Regions from separate parts of the Sus scrofa genome. Here all the other regions are linked to region 1. A link is a contact called in public HiChIP or PLAC-seq data. All regions are on one chromosome and are shown on one strand. The core of a region is the stretch at or near the end of the contact, and the rest is flanking DNA. Distances in the headings are between cores, read along the strand shown. Region 1 overlaps LOC106507125 (a long non-coding RNA gene). Region 2 overlaps LOC106504325 (a long non-coding RNA gene). Region 3 overlaps LOC106504325 (a long non-coding RNA gene).

Region 1 (4,122 bases), core at 775-3,274:
CTTCTTTTACTCCAACACTGCCAGGTGAGTTCACTGATTCACTCAATGAATAGGCCTTATGCACTTACCATGTGTGGAGATAAATGGACTGTACTTGATGGTCATGATTATGCAAATTTGATACAGTATTTGACCAGGAGAGGGTTTGGAAGATGTCAAGAGGATTCAACAACTATTTAGTGAGCTCTGACTCTGTGCCAGGCCTTTGTGTAGGCACTGGGGCTACAGCAAGGAACTTGCACAGTGAGACAGACTCTTGAGGAACGGAAGCAAGAATGGGTAGGTGCACCTGTTTCTCGGGTCCAGTAGTAAGTCCCTACCCCACACTAGCTTATTGTTGCTCTCTCTTATTTTGCTCCCTCAAACCCCTCCCTTTCAGTCCTGCATTCTTTGGGGAAGGGACTTACTTGATCATGGAGCAGTAAGGTCACCCACATGTTTCATATTATTAAATAATGTGACATGATAGGAAGAATCACAGGCCAGAAATAAAGAACCATATACCTGGTTTCAGCCCTGGCTCTGCCACTTGATGAAGTCTGTATCTTTCTTTTTTTTTTTTTTTTTTTGTCTTTTTTTAGCTATTTCTTGGGCCGCTCCCGCGGCATATGGAGGTTCCCAGGCTAGGGGTCCAATCGGAGCTGTAGCCACCGGCCTACGCCAGAGCCACAGCAACGCGGGATCCGAGCCGCGTCTGCAACCTACACCACAGCTCACGGCAACGCCGGATCCTTAACCCACTGAGCAAGGGCAGGGACCAAACCCTCAACCTCATGGTTCCTAGTTGGATTTGTTAACCACTGCGCCACGACGGGAACTCCTGTATCTTTCTATAAATCTCTTAAGCTTTGAATCCCTTATCCCTAAAATAGGATGATTCTTGCCCTGCAACTCCCCAGAGTCAAGACTGGAGGCTTTGGTTTTCTCATCTGTAAATTGAGAGGTTTGAACTAGATTTAAGGTTTGCATTCTTTCTTTAGAAGTGGACTTCCATTTTAAGATAAAATCTAACCTGCAGTTCCTATTGTGGCTCAACAGTAACAAACCCAAATAGTATCCACGAGGATGAGAGTCTAATGCCTGGCCTGGCTCAGTGGGTTAAGGATCTGGCATTGCTATGAGCTGTGGTGTAGTAGGTCGAAGACATGGCTCAGATCTGGCGTTGCTGTGGCTGTGGTATAGGCTGGCAGCTAAAGCTCCAATTCCACCCCTAGCCTGGGAACTTCCATATGCCATAGATGTGGTCCTAAAAAGCAAAAAAAAAAAAAAAAAAAAAAAAAAAGATAAAATCTAACCTAAAACCCCAACAGTGAAGACAGGCTTGCTCTAGTGGCCCCAGGAGAGAAGGCTCAGAGTCCTGCACACTCTCCTTCCCTCATCCTTACAAGGCCTTTGCGGCACTTGTGCAGGATCCCAGGGTTCCACTGAGCACAGTGTGAAACCTGCTGTATTCAATGGTTTATAGTACCTCCTAGTCCTAAAACTCTATAAATCAAGATATTCTAATTTGGGGTGTCTATGATAAGATTTAACCCCTGTTTTCTTCCATCATTAATTAATAGGTTGTGGGAGACAGGCACCAGTCCTACTAAAACCAAGATATGTTTCAGTCCTCTCTCCTTCTTTGTGAAGTTAATCTTTCTGTCACAGAACAAAACTAGATTCTGATGGAAGACAACATTCTGTAAGGAGAAAAATACCAGATTGAGAGTAAGAAGATAAGTGTTCCAACCCAGGCCTTGCCTTTAACTAGCTCCCCAAACTTGATCAAGGCAAGGAAACTTACTAATCCATCCAAATCAATAAAATGAAGAGGTTGGGTGACTCAGTAATCCTAAAATAACACATGCCCATTTCTGGACTCCATGCCCTAATGAGTTTCTCTAAATTAAGTAACTTTCAAATTCCACCTTTCTAAAGGCCAAGTCACTCTATCACATTCTCTTTGTTATATATACTCACCCTATTTGGAGAGGAAGGGGGGGGTGGGGGAGAAGACAAATTAGGTCGTAACTGACACCATCAGGACATCTAGCTAGAAATACCCACTGAATCACTGCTGTGTTTGCACAGGTGGTTGGAGCTCACAGTATGCCCTGACCTCAACTTACCAAGTGGGAGCCATATCTCCATTAATAAGGGTCCTGCTAGGCACAGAACTTCAGTATGGGCATTCTTGGGGGCAAACCAGAAAATCCCAGGGTTTGGGAATGTTTCAAGCAAACAGTCTGGATTCAAGACCCAGGACCAGGGATTGGACCAAAAGGAATGACCCCACAAGAGACAAACAGAATGATGCATTGCCTCTAAGCAATGTCCTGGGAAAAGGCAACAGGCCTTGCCCGGGAAGCCAGGGAACTTGAGGGATGGACACAAAAACAACAGCTCTGGTCATGGCTGTGACTTGGCTATAAGTTAACTTTATGGGTCACTGAGTCTGGAAACAGACTATAAAAAGAAGACAGCATGGACCAAGCAGCTTTGTGTTGGAAATGGCTGTGACCAGTTGCTTCTGGAAGGGAGATGCATTGACTGCCATAAAACTTGATGGGCTCAGCACTGGTCTGTAAAGGCTGGAATCGGAAGTAAACTTTGGACCTGAGTAATTGCTCGGAAGCTGTGCTTAAGCGTGGGAGCCGAGGGGATTTTGTTCCAAGCAGTAAACAATATGGTACCTAACTGATGCATATGATCTGCCTTCTCTGTGACCTCTACTCCCAAAGTCCTGTCTGCAGGCAGCTCCTTTAGGTTAATCTCACAGTCCACACAAATTGGTACCATTTGACTTTTACTACAATGGCTTTATTAAAACAAACAAAAAACCTCCTTGTTGTTCCCGAAACATTTAAGGTAAAACAAAATGAAAACATCAACCTTGGAGACTTGCTATCCTTAACTATCTCTTCTGGAGGAAACAAAAATGCGTTACATTTTATGTTACCTTTTCTCCAACCATTCAACTCTAGCCTCCTCCAGCTACTCAACAATTATTTATACAAAGCACAGACTTTCATGTCACCTGGTGCCAGAAAGCAGACCATCCACAGTTGGAAGCAATGAATAAAACAAGATTCTGCCAGAAATATTTCAAAAAATACATGTCTTGGAGTTTCCATTGTGGCTCAGTGGTATAAACCTGACTAGTATCCATGAGGACGTGGGTTTGATCCCTGGCCTCACTCAGTGGTTTAAGGATCCAGCATTTGCTGTGGGTTGCAGTGTAGGCAACAGATTCGGCTCGGATCTGGTGTTGCTGTGGTTGTGGCCTAGGCCAGTGGCTACAGATCTGATTCAACCCCTAGCCTGGAAACTTCCATATGCTGTGGGTGCAGCCCAAAGAAGACTGCCCCCCCACCAAAAAAAAGTCCAACCACAGTGTAATTAGCAATGAATAAAACAAGATTCTGCCAGAAATATTTCAAAAAAATACATGTTTTTCACTTGATTTTTTTCACCATTCAGAAGGGATATTACAAATATGACTCAAAGTACAACGCAGGAAAGCACTGAACTGAGTTTCACAAGGCCAAAGAGCTCGTCTTAGCTCTCACTATCGCTGTGTGGCAATCAGAACATAACCTCCTATCTCTGAGCCTCCGTTTGTTTCTCTGGAGGATGAGGGAGGTTGCACTGGGTCATATGCTACCTCACTAAGCTCATCTGTAACAGCCGTTACTATGTCCCGAGGCAAGCACTTTGCCTTCTTTATCAGAGTCCTCATAACAACCCTGTGATGTATGTATTATTATTTTCTCCATTTTTCAGATAAGGAAACCGGGCTCCGAGAGGTTTAGAAACATGTCCAAGGTCACAGAGTGCGTAAGTGACAAGTCTGGCATTTCAACCTGGCGTTTCCCCCAGATCCCAAGTTGCATCAACGATTTCATGTTACCGAACCACCTTAGCGTTCACCCCGGGCGGAGGGCACTCTAGTATTTAATTTATATCATATCTTCACCTTGACTTGCATGGAGCTGCTAATATAGATCATGCCTACATTGGTCACCACTCTCTCATCTTTAGGGAGGCACCCATCAGGGGCTGCCAGAGCAGAGGAAGTACTTGGGGGACAGCGTGCCCAGCCCCCTCCTCAGGGATGGGGAGGAGAGGATACTTTGCCTA
Region 2 (4,032 bases), core at 761-3,260, 390 kb before region 1:
CACCGCTAGGAAAGCGGGTTAAACCTGAGCATGTGCGCAGTGACCGTGAGGCAGGATTCAGATGGGCCAGCGCGGAAGAGACGTGCACCTGCGGGTGATGGGGGTTCCAGGGAGGGAGGCCCGGCCGCCTCACCAGTCAGCAAAGGCTTCCTTGGGCCTTCGCTGTCCATCCTGAGAGGTGGCCAGTGTTTCGTCACGTAAAGGGAAGCAGCGGGGACGTACTTCAGGGTGTAGGTTCTGGGGGGAGCGAGGGCTCCACGTCAGGGGAAAGCATAGATTTTGGACCGGAGAAGGAGCGGGACCAGCAGCTGAGGGCGTCATGGGCCAGCCTGAGAAGCCCGGGGTTATTCCGGCAGATGCGGATCCGGGGGGCAGGGTTTGTTCTGGGGGAGGAGGTGAGGTACCCACTGAAGGAGATGCCCACTCAGGTGCAGGCCTCGCGCTTGGGCCCCGAGAGTGACGCCTCCTTGCCTGGCGAGGAGGTGGGGGCTCGGGGGTGGGGCAGCAGTTTTATGATTAGAGCTGTCCGCTTAGCAGATTGCTCTGGAAGCTCTATTTAGGATAGACTGGAAGATGGGGGGTGGGGAGGTGAGCTTGTGTCCATGTTATGTTAAAAGTTAAATCAGGAGTCCTGTCGTGGCTCAGCGGAAGCGAATCTGACTAGTAACCATGAGATTGTGGGTTTGATCCCATCTGATGTAGCTGTGGCTGTGGTGTAGGCTGGTGGCTACAGCTCCAATTTGACCTCTAGCCTGGGAACCTCCATATGCCTCAGGTGCGCCCCTAAAAAAGCAAAAAAATAAAAATAAATAAGAGTTAAATCAGACAGAGAAGATGTGGACCAGGGACAGTGGGGAGTAGGTCAGTGTTTAAAGTCAACACACAGAGAGCACTGGTCAGAAGGACTGGCTGGTGGTCACTACTCCCATAATGCTAGCTCGTGCTCACCAAGGCCAGGAATGTTCCAGACACTGTGTATGTTAATTAATTAAAAATTTCTGTCTTTTTTAGGGCCGTGTGCACAGCATGTGGAAGTTCCCAGGCTAGGGGTCAAATCAGAGCTACAGCTGCCGGCCTACACCGCAGGCACAGCAGCTCAGGATCCAAGCTACATCTGCGGCCTACACCACAGCTCACAGCAACACCAGATCCTTAAGCCACTGAGCGAGGCCAGAGATCTAACCTGCATCCTCTTAGATACTAGTTGGGTTCATAACTGCAGAGCCACGGATGGGAACTCCAAGTATGTTAATTAATTTAATGATGAAGAAGCCCAGAGCTGAGCTCTAGTCTGGTTCTGCACTAACTAGTTGTGGGAGCCTCTTTGACTCAACTCTGCCCCCTGTGAAATGACTGAGTTACATCTGACAATCCCAGATGTCCCCCAGAGCTCTGAAATCCCATGACTCCTGACAGATGTCATTGTGGGTCACCTAGAGTGAGCACCCACGCCTCAGGGACCCCAATCTAGACTCTTCGAAGGCTCTCGGATCAGGGACCTTGGGAGGTCGGTCCCTCTGTCCAGACTCTTCTCTTGGCTCCCTTCTGATATTTTTAGGTTCTCAAGTCTCCCTTGCAGATGGATTCCAACCATCTGCCCTTCAGACCTGCCCTTCCCTTCGGGCCCCCTCCCCACCTTCATCCACCACATTCCCCTCCCCCCTCCATCACTATTGTGTCATTAACAAAACGCCCCAGACCCTTGCAGAGCCCCTACAGCAGAACCGTCCCGAGAGAGAAGCAGTGGATTTAATAAGCTTCCCCTTAAATGGCCCCAAATCCCTTCCAGTGATTAGGGGGGAAGAGCTACACACAGGAGGACACACCTCCCGGTGCAGGAGGTGAGGGAGGGAAAGAATAAAGGAAGTCCCCCCCCCCCCCCCCCCCCCCCGGCCTCAGGGACCAAATTAAAAAGGCAGCACCGCTTATTCAAAATCAGATGAATGTCAGTGGGATGTTTGTCAAACAAACTTGTCAGTATTTGTCAAATTTGAGGAAGTATCAGTCAGTAGCCGCACTTGAGCATGTAACCGAGTTATTTATAGCTGCCAGTTTACAGTTTTAACTAATGCAGGGCCAGGGTTCTCCTTGTAAAAGCTTTATTTATAATGATTGTGTGGCTATAAATAGCTGGGTTCTCTGGGTGTCACAGACAGCTCCCCCGCTGTTGTGCCAGAGCCCAGCCAGGAGGCATAGAACCCCAGGGGTGAACCCCGTTTTGCTCTCTTGGTGGGGGACCCTGTCCGTGAGTCTTTGGCTGGGGTGTTTCACCCTCTTCCTCAGCGTGCCTTTTGGAACGAGGTGTTGTGCTCAGCCGTGTTCCCAGGAGACGGTAGACGTAACTTCATTTATTAACAGCTGCCCAGAGATGTCCCTGGAAAGGCTGAAAGGGAGCTTGTGCGGCCCCGCCCTCTTTGTGCCTATTTGGGGACAATGAGCTAATTACAATCTCTTTCTCAGGCTGGAGGGTGGCGGGAGATATCCTGTTATTCTCCAGACCAGGCAGAGCTCCAAAGGTTTGTTTACAGCTTCAGATTTAATTTGACCCACGGTGATAAGCTCTTCTAAAAATAAGTGGGCGTCAGAAATTTAGGAACTTACTCGTTCCTTGGGTCAGGAGACCCTTGGGGTGGGGGGTGGGGCAGCAGAAGAGAGCAGCCGTGTGGGGACATACATTTTACGTGTCCAGCACGAGGTACGTCAGCTCAGAAACTGGGCATTTTACTAGTATGTTTGGCACATGGGCCTTATTTTTACCATCTCCCCCGCCCCTGAAAGCTAATCTCTTTGTCATATTGAAATTTCTGGTTTTCTCCATTTTCCCATCCCATCCCAGCCCCCTTAGACTCCGTTTTAATACTCTTAGGCTCTATCTTATTTTGCCAGGCTTTTTTTTTTTTTTTTTTAAGAAAAGGTGTGGCTATGGAAAAAAACGTATTGGATCTTAATTTGCAAAATTAGTTCTGGTTCATTTTATTGCTGTAATTTAATACTCATAATGATTTTCTGACACATATGTTTTAGCAGCAAGCTTTACTTCCTCTTCATTTTTCATCCCCGATTCCGCTGAAGTACATTAGTCAGGCTGGTACACAGAGAGCAGCCGCCCACGGGAAACTGACATCCCGCTGCCAACTCGGCAGGCTCTCCGACCATGCCGAGCCCCTGTGAGTGTGCAGGTAGGCACATCCAGGGATTTAGGGCACAAGGAGACAGGCAGGCGGTACTTGTAGAAAAGGGTATGATCAGTTTTTTTCTTTCATTATGTCGTCATCAGCATCTTCATCATTGTCATCATCACTGCAATTCTTTGTCAAGGAGGCTGTGAGATGCATCCTATTTGTTTTTGTTTGTTTTTGTCGGTTTTTTTTTTTTTTTTTTGCCATTTCTTGGGCCACTCCTGCGGCATATGGAGGTTCCCAGATTAGGGGTCAAATCGGAGCTGTAGCTGCCAGCCTACACCAGGGCCACAGCAACGCAGGATCCGAGCCGCGTCTGCGACCTACACCACAGCTTACGGCAACACGGGATCCTTAACCCACTGAGCAAGGCCGGGGATTGAACCTACAACCTTATGGTTCCTAGTCAGATTCGTTAACCACTGCGCCACGACGGGAACTCCCGAGATGCATCCTATTTGAAGCTCGCCCACTGGATTTGCAATAAGGAGAGCCTGCCTAAGTACTGACCACAACACTCCAGCGGATGCAGGCCGTGGATGTAGAGGCCCCCGTGGTGTAGGACCCTGAGGAGGTGCTATGTGTCCAGACCCAGGTGCTAGGGAGGGCATCCTGGAGGAAGTGGCCCCAGGTTGACACCTACAGGTGGTTCCTTCAGGCGGCAGCTGTGTCTTTTTGTTTCTGTGCCGATACCTCCTGACATCATAGGTGCGTGGGAAGTATTGGTAAAGAGAACAAGTGAAGGCTTAGTCATTCTTGGCATTTGACTGCCCTTACGGGAACACTTCTGTTGTGCATTTGCAACACGCAAGTGACTTAAATGAAAACTTAAAGAGAAGAGAGACTTCTGGAG
Region 3 (3,885 bases), core at 423-2,922, 430 kb before region 1:
AAGATTTCGTCATTTTTACTCCCTTAGATGTAAAGTAACTCAAAAAAAATTCAAGGTCAGTTTGTCCAGTACTGAAGTAAAGATGCCAGAAATACATAGCATCTGTTGGACCATATACAACAACATTGCACAACCATTCAGGACATGAGGCAGAGATGAGTTAGGCTGTGAGCAAACATTATGTGTGGGCGTTTTTGGCCATCGATCTTTCATTACCCACTCCTTTTAAATGATTCTACTGAAAAATGCAGAATACTCACTACATTCATTTTCCTTAAGTTCCCTCAAAACACCAGAACTCCAATTTGCTAGTCATATTTTTATTGTTCATGACAACTGCTGCATAGTCATGGCGGGGGAAGTCACTGAGTGTTTTTGCCTGGCTGTTATTGTCTGAAGAAGGCCCATTTTGGCAATGGGAAAATATATTGATTAAGAGCAATTCATAGCATCAGAGATTCAATACAGAAATATAGGTCTTGGGAGAGATTTATTTTTATACTAGAGCGGTTCTCAATTTTCTATGACAACAATCAAGACTACTGCCGTAGATGTTTAAAACAGTGGATTAATCCATCCAGTTGGATGAAGGCCGTGGGAGTTGGATAAAACGGAAACTTTTCAGTATGGTGGTTCCAGTTCCAGTGGAAACTGCCTCTGCTGGTGACTTAGCAGTTGTGTGACTGGCACGAATGGCAGGCAGTCAGGACAGTGTGGCTCTTGACATATGACTGATGTGGTTGAGGACCAGCAAGAATCATTTCCTTCTTCAGAAGAATAAGTAATATTTATGAACCCAACCATCTTGCTAAATGCTTCAGAAACAGATAGTTTGTGTTATCTCCCAACAACTTTATGAGGTGGGTATTATTATTTCAGTAGTATAAATAAAGGAAGATGCTAAGGCTCGCAGAGATGAAAGTCTCCTGCTAAAGTCGTCCAGCGAATAAATAGCTCAACTAAGTTTGACCTCAGGCCACTGGCTTCCAAGTTCCTTATTATCTTCTTTAGATGACACTGCTTCTTAGTGGCTGGGTACATACAAGAGAGCCTCATGGATGGATGGTAGGCTCAAAGGCAGCCAGCATATATCAGCCTGAATTAAATTAGCAGGCATAGGGTCAGTGGTCCTTAGATCAACACATAGTCTGTGTCTCATTCCAGAATTCTCATAAAGAGTCTGAGCTCTTGGTGGTAGCTTGTCCAAGCCTCCTCTCTAGGAGTTAATGTTTGGGCTTCTCCATCTTCTGCCAGCTCACCGGGGCACCACCTCCCCTGCCGCCGTCATGGTGTGGGAGGCTGCCTCGGCATGGAGAGATCTCTACAAGCACGAATTTCAGGTCCTAACTTTGTTGCGGAGACAACCGTAAGTTGGCTGCCTCAAAGTCTCCTTTTTCGGTCTTCAGGTGTTCCGTCTCCTTTCTCCCATGACCCTGTTCTCATGGAGGTGTAGCAGCTATTGACAGAACGAATGAAAACGTGAGCCTCTACTGACAGAGGCGTCCTTTCTGCCAGCTCTCTGGTGTGACCTCCAGGCCCTTCCACCTGTCGCCCCTGGGCTGTGTCTCCTCTCTGTCCCAAATCAGCTGAGGAGCCTTCATCAGCCCGCTCCACCTCTAAGCCTCGCTGAGAAAGAGCCAGCCTGGTAGGTGTCATGTGAGAGTGACTGGGCCCAGTGGCCAGGACAGCAGTCTGGACACTGTTAGATTCTCTCCAGACTCGCTTCCAGTTACTCCACAGATACCCGCTCCCCGCTGAGTGTCCTGAAATAGAGAGAGATGAAGTAATGGAAGAATCTGGAGCTATCCAAGGAATTCTAATTCCAGTGATGGTGAGAATTCTTGCCCTGGCAGGGGAGGGCCTCTCTCTTCTTCGCTCCCACAGTATCTTGCATCTCCCTCCCCCACAGAACCTCCCTGCTGAGGTGGGTCCTTTACATGTCTGTTTTCCCCCCTCAAGAACAAGGAATCAATTGTCATTTTCTCTTTTATCCACGGTGCTTAACATTCAACCCGGCACACAGCAAGCCCTCAATAAATGTTTAATAACATGGGTAAAATTTATTGAGCATTTCCTCTGTGCCACTGTTTTCAACACCTATGTCCAGGCATACCCCAGGGATATTTGGGGTTCAGTTCTAGACCACTGCAATAAAGGGAATCACACAAATTCTTTTTGGGTTCCTAGTGCCTATAAAAGTTACGTTTACAATATTCTCTAGTCTGTTGAGGATGCAATTGCATTATGTCTGAAAAAAAAGAGACATACCTTAATTAAACAATACTTTGCTAAAAAAATTGCTAACCATCATCTGAGCCTCCAGCAAGTTATCTTTCTGCAATAGTCACATCAAAGACTGCTGCTCACGGATGACCATCGTAAATGTCATAATAACGAAAAAGTTTGAAATACTGTGAGAATTACCAAAACATGACACAGAGACAAGGAGTGAGAAGAATGTTGTTGAGAAAATGGCACCAATAGGACTTCTCAACACAGGGTTGTCACAAACTTCCAATTAAAAAAAAAAAAAATGTGGCAACTACGAAACACAATAAAGCAAAGCACAATAAAGCGAGGTATGTGTGTATATTAATTTATTTAATCCTCACAACAATAAAATTATCTTCTTTTATCCATGATGGAAGTTCAGGGAAATTACATAACCTGCTTGGAGTCACACAGCCCATGGTTGGAGGATGTGGGATGTAAACGCAGACTTTCTGACACGGGATGGCTCTCAACCACTGCACTTGGCTGTTGGTTACATGAACAGTCACTGCAGGAGACTTGGGAATAAAGAAGACATCTGTGAGAAAAATATTACTTCATTTCTTATTTTATATATAATCTCAGTACCATCTAGAAGTAACTATACTTGGCATTTCTCATTCTGTGGGTGGTGGCATTTTGTATAGTTGAGTTTATGCTGGAAACAAATGGGTAGCTATTTTAACTTATAGTCATTTTAACGATAGAAATATCCCTTGCATAAATGCTTTGATCATTATTTACCCAAGCTTTCTCCCTTGATAGGGCACTGTATTATTTCTCCCTGTTTGAGATGATTCTGTAATTTTTGGTGCTTGTTTTTGTTGTTTTTTGTACAGATTATATTGTTTGAGATGATTCTCCCTGTTTGAGATGATTCTGTAATTGTTGTTGTTGTTGTTGTTGTTTGTACAGATTATATTGTTGTGTGGTTCACAGAAAAGGATATCCTGGAGATTTTTGATAGACGCTGCCAAGTTGTACTAATGTACACCCCCTTCAGCGGGATCTGAGCAGGCCGTAGATGTTGGAGGGGGTTTGGAAGAGGGAAGTGTGGAGACTTCAAGATTCCGAGTAAGGCAGAGACAGCCCAGGAGACAGTGAGTTGCCTGCTTCAAAGTGGGAAGGGTGGCTGGCCTTTGGCACTGCTGCGCTTCACCCACTTGGAAGAAATGGAATGAAACCAAAGCTGCCCAGTGAGGAAGTGGAATTCTGTTGTCTTAGGCTGCACCTCTATTGTCTAAGGGTTTGAATGGCTCATTCTTGCTACGTGTGCCAGGTCATTAGGCCTCAGATCGTCAGCAGCATGATGACCTGTCTTAAATTTCATTAAAGAATAGTAAAACACATTTCAAAGGCCAAACAGCCCACCCTGAAAATACTCTTAGAATTGTCTCTCTTTCTGTGTGTGGACGCGTGTGCATGTACCTGTGTGTGTGGGATGGTGGTGGAGTGTGGCGGGGGGTCCATTTGCGAACAGTTGCCATTAAGAGAAATCAGCCAAGCGAAGGCATCGACTTTGCCATTTTAGCGAGTTTTTGCGAGCTTACTCTGTTAGGTTTGGCACACTGCGGTCCGTTTGGGGCACCGTGCTGAGGCCCTTTCATGAATACC

What was found. HiChIP or PLAC-seq counts read pairs in DNA pulled down with a chosen protein or histone mark.
Region 2: a contact with region 1 is called in an H3K27ac HiChIP or PLAC-seq map of skeletal muscle, with 8 times the contacts expected there. The contact joins two enhancer-like sites. A contact is called at or near these places in 7 of 47 Hi-C or Micro-C datasets (fetal heart ventricle, fetal skeletal muscle, heart right ventricle and 4 more) and 1 of 2 datasets of contacts at active chromatin or transcription factors (skeletal muscle).
Region 3: a contact with region 1 is called in an H3K27ac HiChIP or PLAC-seq map of skeletal muscle, with 8 times the contacts expected there. The contact joins two enhancer-like sites. A contact is called at or near these places in 1 of 47 Hi-C or Micro-C datasets (fetal skeletal muscle) and 1 of 2 datasets of contacts at active chromatin or transcription factors (skeletal muscle).

What each region holds. Positions count from the first base shown.
Region 1 is chr7:10,447,468-10,451,589 of Sscrofa11.1, reverse strand. All of the region lies in intron 1 of LOC106507125 (a long non-coding RNA gene), which reads right to left. Among named protein-coding and RNA genes, the nearest start is that of CD83, 100 kb to the right of the region's middle. Within about 2 kb of position 2,024, at least 2 of the 83 cell types and tissues checked have an H3K27ac peak or open chromatin away from gene starts, as enhancers often do. A contact at or near this core is called in skeletal muscle, where this site is marked.
Region 2 is chr7:10,833,954-10,837,985 of Sscrofa11.1, reverse strand. The region is part of intron 2 of LOC106504325 (a long non-coding RNA gene); the gene reads left to right. Among named protein-coding and RNA genes, the nearest start is that of MIR9807, 77 kb to the right of the region's middle. Within about 2 kb of position 2,010, at least 24 of the 83 cell types and tissues checked have an H3K27ac peak or open chromatin away from gene starts, as enhancers often do. A contact at or near this core is called in skeletal muscle, where this site is marked.
Region 3 is chr7:10,881,803-10,885,687 of Sscrofa11.1, reverse strand. The region is part of intron 1 of LOC106504325 (a long non-coding RNA gene); the gene reads left to right. Among named protein-coding and RNA genes, the nearest start is that of MIR9807, 120 kb to the right of the region's middle. Within about 2 kb of position 1,672, at least 3 of the 83 cell types and tissues checked have an H3K27ac peak or open chromatin away from gene starts, as enhancers often do. A contact at or near this core is called in skeletal muscle, where this site is marked.